Linked DNA regions of Mus musculus: region 2 is linked to region 1. A link is a contact called in public promoter capture Hi-C data. All regions are on one chromosome and are shown on one strand. Each heading gives the region's core, a stretch centred on a gene start, on an enhancer-like site or on the middle of the called end of the contact. The rest is flanking DNA. Distances are from core to core; before and after follow the strand shown. Region 1 overlaps Crcp (calcitonin gene-related peptide-receptor component protein). Region 2 overlaps Rabgef1 (RAB guanine nucleotide exchange factor (GEF) 1).

What was found. Capture Hi-C pulls out chosen DNA fragments and counts their contacts.
Region 2: a contact with region 1 is called in a promoter capture Hi-C map of adipose tissue. The contact joins two enhancer-like sites. A contact is called at or near these places in 14 of 39 promoter capture datasets (the 3T3-L1 cell line, 3T3-L1-derived adipocytes, the C10 cell line and 9 more), 3 of 484 Hi-C or Micro-C datasets (bone marrow-derived macrophages, liver and myocytes) and 5 of 9 other capture datasets (adipose tissue, embryonic stem cells, liver and 2 more).

Annotation. Positions count from the first base shown.
Region 1 is chr5:130,042,625-130,046,221 of GRCm38.p6, forward strand. All of the region lies in intron 4 of Crcp (calcitonin gene-related peptide-receptor component protein), which reads left to right. Among named protein-coding and RNA genes, the nearest start is that of Crcp, 15 kb to the left of the region's middle. Within about 2 kb of position 1,712, at least 46 of the 459 cell types and tissues checked have an H3K27ac peak or open chromatin away from gene starts, as enhancers often do. A contact at or near this core is called in 3T3-L1-derived adipocytes, adipose tissue and liver, where this site is marked.
Region 2 is chr5:130,198,682-130,202,278 of GRCm38.p6, forward strand. All of the region lies in intron 4 of Rabgef1 (RAB guanine nucleotide exchange factor (GEF) 1), which reads left to right. Among named protein-coding and RNA genes, the nearest start is that of Tmem248, 22 kb to the right of the region's middle. Within about 2 kb of position 1,705, at least 20 of the 459 cell types and tissues checked have an H3K27ac peak or open chromatin away from gene starts, as enhancers often do. A contact at or near this core is called in 3T3-L1-derived adipocytes, adipose tissue and liver, where this site is marked.

The sequences.
Region 1 (3,597 bases), core at 462-2,961:
ATGAGGGCCTTTCATCCCCGGCACTGTTGGGTGCTGGAGGGTGCAGGGAGGGGAGGGAAGACAGGCAAAAAAACCAACCAACCAACCAAAAAAACCACACAACCTAAGTACTTTCTATAAGGTGCTCAATGAAGTCACCCGACGTTGACACTTGTGTTTGCTTGAGGTAGAAACAGCTTGATTATCGTCTCCCTGAACATTAGGTGCCTGCCAACGCCTTAGATGTGTGAGTTTGGTTTACAGAAGCTAAAAGCACAGGCTGAGGGTTTGCATTAGGAGAAAGCCTTCCCATGTCTGCAGATCAGTGCTGATGTTGATGACTTCCAAAAGTTGCTCTGTAAACCACTGTCTGTCTGCTCGGCTTTTTGGTGTTTGATGGTAGTGGGGATCAGACCTGGGCCTCGCACATGCTAGGTGGATATCGCTGGTCCAGCTCTCCGGAAGCTTTGTCCTATTGCTCAGGATGACCATAGCTCACACAGTATTAAGCTCACTTCTCTGCCTCTGTTCTCTAAAGAACGCTGAACACAAAAATCTAAATCCTGTGTGTGTTGCCCTTGGAGGCCACAAGAGGACATCAGATCCTTTGGAGCTAGAGTTCCAGGGGTGTGTGTGTGTGTGTGTGTCTGTGTGTGTGTGTGTTGCCCTTGGAGGCCACAAGAGGACATCAGATCCTTTGGAGCTAGAGTCCAGGGGTGTGTGAGCTGCTTAATGTGGGTGCTGAGATCTAAACCCTGGTCCACTGCAGAGTGGCCAGTACTCTTACCTAACCACTGAACCATCTTTCCAGCGCCCCCTCTGCGGCCTTCATCCCCTCCCCTCCCTTTTTTGAATGACTCCGTTTTGCTAGAACTCCTGGTTGTCCATTCATTTCACGACAGCTTACTTTAGTTTCATGTTGTAGTAGTATCTTTGATAATTCTAAGATCCTTGTTAGCATGAGTTTGCTATCTCTCCATTTCCTTTGAAAATAAGTCATATTTTCCTGGTTGAAATAACTTTGTAAATTGTATCTTGGGCCTTTTGCATATTATATTCAGATAGTTTAGGCTGGCAATCCTATGAGAAGCCTCTGTTAAGGTGGCTCTTGTTTTGTAGAGTGTAGCCAAACCTCTGAGGGTTTTCATGGTTATCACTGACTATGGCAGTTCCTTTTAAAAATTATTGTAATTATGCAAATGTCTGTATGTGGAGAAGTTCAGGTTAGTGCAGATGGCCCAGGAGGCCAGAGGCAAGGGCTCCCGGGAGCTGGAGTTACAAGTGGTTGTGAACTGTCTGACCTGAGTTCAGAGAACTGAACTTGGGTTCTTTGCAAGAGCAGTGCCCTCTCTGAACCCCTGAGCCTTCTCATGATTGATTTTCAAGTCCTTTCTCAGGTGTTTGTGTGAACTATCTGGATATGGTCCCTGTGTCCTTTCCATGGTGGAGAACTGCTTGGCATGGCTAAGGCTCTGGGTTCCTTCACCGGTATTCCCTCCCACCCCCCAAGAGTGGGGGGAGTTGGAGAAAGGGACGAAGAAGCCTATAAAATAGGAACTGTCTTGCAAATTGATTCAAAATTGGTTGTAATCTACATAGGAATAAAGCACACTTCAGTAATCAGAGGATTATTGGCTCCCTTCCCCTTTTGCTGCCTTCAGACTAATTATTTATCAAGGCTTATGTAACCTTTTAAATAATATTGGGCAAGAGCTCCTGGCAGTGCTGCACAATGGCCAGGAGAGGGACCCAGCAAGCTTTTTTCACGGTGGCTGGCTTCTACCTCTTGGCCTGTGTGGCTGGTGAAGGGGCTGCATGCCAGCTAAGATGGCCAGTGTATTTTAAGACAGAAACCGTGTTTAACAGAGGAACTGCTGGCATGTTCTTTACGTCTTTATTTGATCTTGAAATCATCTTCTGTTTTGCTCCAGGGCTTATTACTTTGTGTAGTTATCTTCCCCGCTGGAGTCCGTGGGGGCAGGCCAGGAGCCGTGATTTATTGACTTGGTAGATTTCATCATAATACAGTTGGAGATCAACTCCGAGTCACTCTGGCACTGGGTGTTAAGTAATTTTGTATTTAGTGTGTTACCCGAGTCTCCACCCAAAACTGATTCTTGAATATTTTAGATTCGCCCTGCACTCTTTGCTTCTCAGTATCCGACTAGTAGCCTCCGTTCCTATCCTGAGATCACCCCTGTAAGGCACACAGCTATGTAGAATGACCCTTGCTCTCGCAGGCCAGCCCAGTGAGCTCTGCAGTCATACCGAGCATCTTCTGTTCTGCACACATTGCTCCAGGGGTTTGACACCATGTTTTTAGGACATGGACCTCAGACCAGCCAAGCTCAAGTACAGATGGTAGAGTCTCAGGTTTCCCTAGCTGTCTTCCCAGATCTGCTCTCAGAAGAGAAAAGCCTGCTTCTTCCCTCCTCACAGTTCCCCTACACTTCTCTTACAAGCCAGGGCTTCCCTTCCCTTCCTTTAGCTTGCCCTTCAGATTACACTTGCGCTGTGCCAGCCTGACTCTCTCAGCGCTGAGGTGGAGGGGACGTAGTGGAGAGGCACTGGGTGTCAGGTTAGGGGTACTGTTTTGTTCATGGTCAGATGAAGGGAGGCTCGGGTGCTGCTGAGGAAGTGCTGCTTGCTAGGCAAAGTCTGCAGTTGGGGATTGGCCTGAGGCTTTTCTGTGTCAGTCTGTAGTTTGTGATCGTTTCATGAAATGAAGACATTTGAAGATAGACTTCTGAAGGGCAGAGTTCAGAGGATTCTTGGGGATGAACTAGAAAAATTCAACTTCATACCAAGACCTTTGGGAGGACCCTGGCTGGAAAGATTGGACAGAGGTTGAGAGTACTTGTAGCTCTTGCTGAGGACCTGGGCTAAGTTCCTAGTCCCCAGAGGATTTGTACCTTCTGGACTTCCTGGGAATAGCATGCGTGTATGTAAGTGTATTGTCTGGTGTCCATGGCGGGAAGAGGAGGGTTTCAGTCAGGTCCTTGGAAGTAGGAGTTATAGACAGTAGCCTTCATGCACGCACTGGGAACCGAACCTGGATCCTCTGCAATAGCTCTTACTTAAGGAGCCATCTCTCCAGTCACACGCTTTCAGTCTTGTAAGAGATGTTTTGCTTGTACTGAAAAGTGGAAGGGTCCAGAGGGTGGAGCTGCTGTCCTGTTACCAAGACTCAAGGTAGTGGTGAGAAGGGCACATAAATACAGGTGCCCGGGAGCTGAGTCTTGCAAGTGGGTGAGAGGTGAGGGGTGGTGCCCAGATTTCTGACTCTAGGTCCTTGTAGACTAGAAGTAGAGTGAGGAGCTAGTGTGCTGGAAAGAGTAGTCACAGTAGTTTTAGATGTGCTGGTTTCAAAGCATCTGGTGCATCTACGTGGAGACGTGGCAGGGGGAGGGGCACATGGCTACAGAGGTCTGAAGCTCAGCTCACAAAACTCGGAAACATGAATTTCTCCATCAAAGCTTGTAGTAGCTCTTGAGATTGTGCCGTTTGTCTGAGGAAATCCCTAAGAGGATTTGGAGGGGAGGATGACAGACACAAAGAACAGTCAGAAAGACAAGTGGTCAACAAAAGAGTGACGCTGTGATCCATGGGAGGAGACTG
Region 2 (3,597 bases), core at 455-2,954, 160 kb after region 1:
CCCGTTGTTTTGTAGATGAAGGATGGTGAAAGGCAAACAAAACAGTGGTCTGGTTAGCTTGCTAGAGTTTTCAAAGTGAACCAGAGCTGTGGCTTCCACATGCCTCTCACTGTAGCCCAGGCTAGTCTTCAGCTCCCTGGTTCCTGCCTCAGCTGGCACAGTGCTAGGATTGTGGAAACACACCATCATGCCTGTAGGGGGTTATTTTGTGAGGTTTTGAGGTGGGGTCCCGGTCATGCTTGCCATATGGCTGAGACTGGCCTTCGACTTGAGACCCCCCCCCCCTCCCTGCCCCCTCCATAGCCTCTGGGATGCTGCTGCCATTTAGGGGTGTCATTTGCCACAATGCTCCATCACACCTGTGTCTTTAGTCCAAAGTTTCTTATCTGTAATTTTAGTTCTCATAATTCATAAAACTATTTGTGAAAGGAATCATTTTGTAAGAAAAACTGAAGTTTTTTCACTTCTACCATATTAAACTCAACTAGCTCTACCAGTGCCTTCTGTGAGGGGAAGAGAGCTTACAGAGAGGGGAGGGAACGGCGATCAACAAGCAGCTGCTGTGGCCATGCCCCCAAATGTTCTAAGATTCGGTGCTCCAAGAAAGGGCTTTCCTTCTTGCTCTTCGGGGGTGTTGTGACCCCGTGTTAGAAAGACTGTATCTTTTACTTTAAGTGTTTATGAAGAAACAGTGACATTTGGAGTTGAAGCAAGCTGCCACTGAGGTGTGTGTGTGTGTGTGTGTGTGTGTGTGTGTGTGTGTGTGTGTAATGACACTGAGGTGTGTGAGGGGAGGGATAGGCTTGAATGTGTGAAAAGTCAAGTTTGAGGTTGTTTTTGCAGTGTCAAGAGGACACCTCTGATAAAGTTGTATTACACTGTAGTATGTACAGAATATATACTACTGTGTTTATATTGTATCTACAGAAACACTGATCAGCTTGGGTTTTTCTTCTTCTGAGAAGCATAAACTACCCTTATTCTTTAAGCACTTAATTGACTTTTTAGTGAGTCTGAAAATAAAGAAGCAAGTCTAGCATAGTGATGCACACCTTTAGTAACAGCAGTTTAGAGGCAGAGACAGGCGGATCTCTGTGTTTAAGTTTAGTGGTCTACATAGTAAGTTCTAGGCTAGCCAGGGCTGCACAGTGCAACACTGTCTCTTTCTTTCTTTTTTTTGGGGGGGGGGAGGGGGTTTGTTTTTTTTTTTGAGACAGGGTTTCTCTGTGTAGCCCTGGCTATCCTGGAACTCACTCTGTAGACCAGGCTGGCCTGGAACTCAGAAATCCACCTGCCTCTGCCTCCCAAGTGCTGGGATTAAAGGCGTGCGCCACCACGCCCGGCGCAACACTGTCTCAAATAAAAAGGAAATAGAAAAAAAAAAAACAAACAGGAACACTATGCTGTGTGTTCAGAGCATCACTAATTGGTGCTGGAGACCTGATAAGCTTCAAATTCCTCCTGACTTAAGAACTACTGTGCAGCTAATTTTCTTTTATACTAGCGCCAAGTGTTTTGTGGTAAGGGGTCCAGTTGTTCATGTGTCTTGTGTATCTTTGGTGTCTAGCATGATGGGCAACATCCAGATACAGCTCAGGTGGATTTTTAAAATTGCATTGATTGGTTGATTGTGTGTGTGTGTGCTTGTAGGTAGGCATGGGTATTTAGAGGTCAGAGGATGACTGTCAGGAGTCTGCTCTCACCTCTACCATGTGGGGCTCAGGGATCAAATTTGAGTCACCAGGCTTGGCAGCAAGTGCCTTTATCCATCGGGCTACCTCTCCAGGTGTTTGAAGGAATCTCTACTGGCCTTTGACTCCAGGTTATAAAACTTACTATTTATGTCTGAAGTCACATACTCTAGCTTTACGACAATACTCAGATAAATTTATTAAATACAACGTAGGGAACGGTTCTTGGAGATTTGAAATGCACTTAGATTAAGGTGCACTTTGAATTCTTCAAATGTGTTTGCAAACCTTTACCCCACTTAGACTTTGTCTATCACTCTAGTGCCTCTTCAGCATGCTACGTAAGCCCTGCTTGTAGGGGCCACCCCACTGACCCGGCTGCACTGGGCTGTGTAGGAGCCGCCCCACTGACCCGGCTGCACTGGGCTGTGTTCCTGGGCATTGCACAGATTGTTTTCTCCCACGTTGCTGAGGCCTAGAACAGTGACACACTCCTGCTTCTGTCCCATGTGGATCGTTCCTGTTGTTTCCAGTCCTAGTTAATGCCAGAGTTGAACAACCTGTTCTGTGTGAGGGCCAAGACAAGAGAGTTGTTTTCAGAACTGTGTTAAATGCCTTCCCCAGCTATTTGTTCTCTGTTAGGAAACACTTTATTTGCATTTAGGTTTTTAAAAAAATTCCTGAACATTATTACTTCTGGCTGAAATTTCAATGCTTGCATATTTCAGACCCACCACAATATTGCATTATATAATGCTTTAACCATCCAACAAAATTTTATTTGCTAATTTTTTGAAGCTTGTTAATTTTATCTCCAGTTTTAAAAGCAGAGTTAGTTTAGTAAAGATATTTTGAAATAGATTTTAGGCTTAAGGATGGGGTGGAGCACTCCGGAAGAAAGTAAGCACCCTAAGAGGCATGCGTGGGCTGTGGGGGCTCTAATGGGAGAGTCACTCAGTTTTTCTTTTTTACGACTTACTTTTTTTAATGTGGGTATTTGCTCTAGGCCAGAAGAGAGGATTGAATCCCCTGGCATGGGAGTTACAGGCAGTTATGAGCTGCGACGTGGGTGCTGGGAACAGAACTCCACCCTTCAAGTATTCTTAACCGCAGAGCCATCTTTCCAGCAACCACCTCTTTTCTTTTTAATTACATTATCACCTATTGGGTTTCCTTTCTTTTGAGGCAGGGTCTCACTCTGTAGTTCACTCTGACCTTGAACTTGTAATCCCTTGACTGCTGAGGTTCTAACCATGTAATCCTACCACATCTGTCTCTGTGATTGAATATGTGTCACTGAACCTTGTCATAGTCTTCAGGATGTATGTTGTCACTGTACTGAGAAGAGCAGGCACATGATTGACGTAACATCCTTGCATGAATCGCTGCTGTAATCTCGCAGGATTGGGAGATCTAGGACAGGATCAAGTTTGAAGCCAGCCTAAACTACATAATGAGTTCCATGTCAGCCTGGGCTACAGAGTGAAACTCTGTCTCAAAAAACCACCAACAAAAAGATTCTGAAATTAAGAAAACAGAGGAGGTGGTCCAGGAATACAGCTTACTTAGCACACAGCAGGTCCTAGGTTTAGCCCTAGAACTGTGAAAAGAATGTGGAGAAGGCTCCCTGCCTTTGATTCCAACCCTCAGGAGGCACAGACAGGTGGATCTCTTGTTCCTGGCTAGCTTGGTCTATAGAGTGAGTTCTAGGACAGGCGGGGATACACAGAGAAACTATCTCAAAAACAAACAAGAGAGAGAGAGAGAGAGAGAGAGAGGAGAGAGAAAGAAAGGAAAGGAAAAAGAAAAGGAAAGGAAAGAAAAGGAAAGGAAAGGAAAGGAAAGGAAAGGAAAGAAAAGAAAAGAAAAGAAAAGAAAAGAAAAGAAAAGAAAAGAAAAGAAAAGA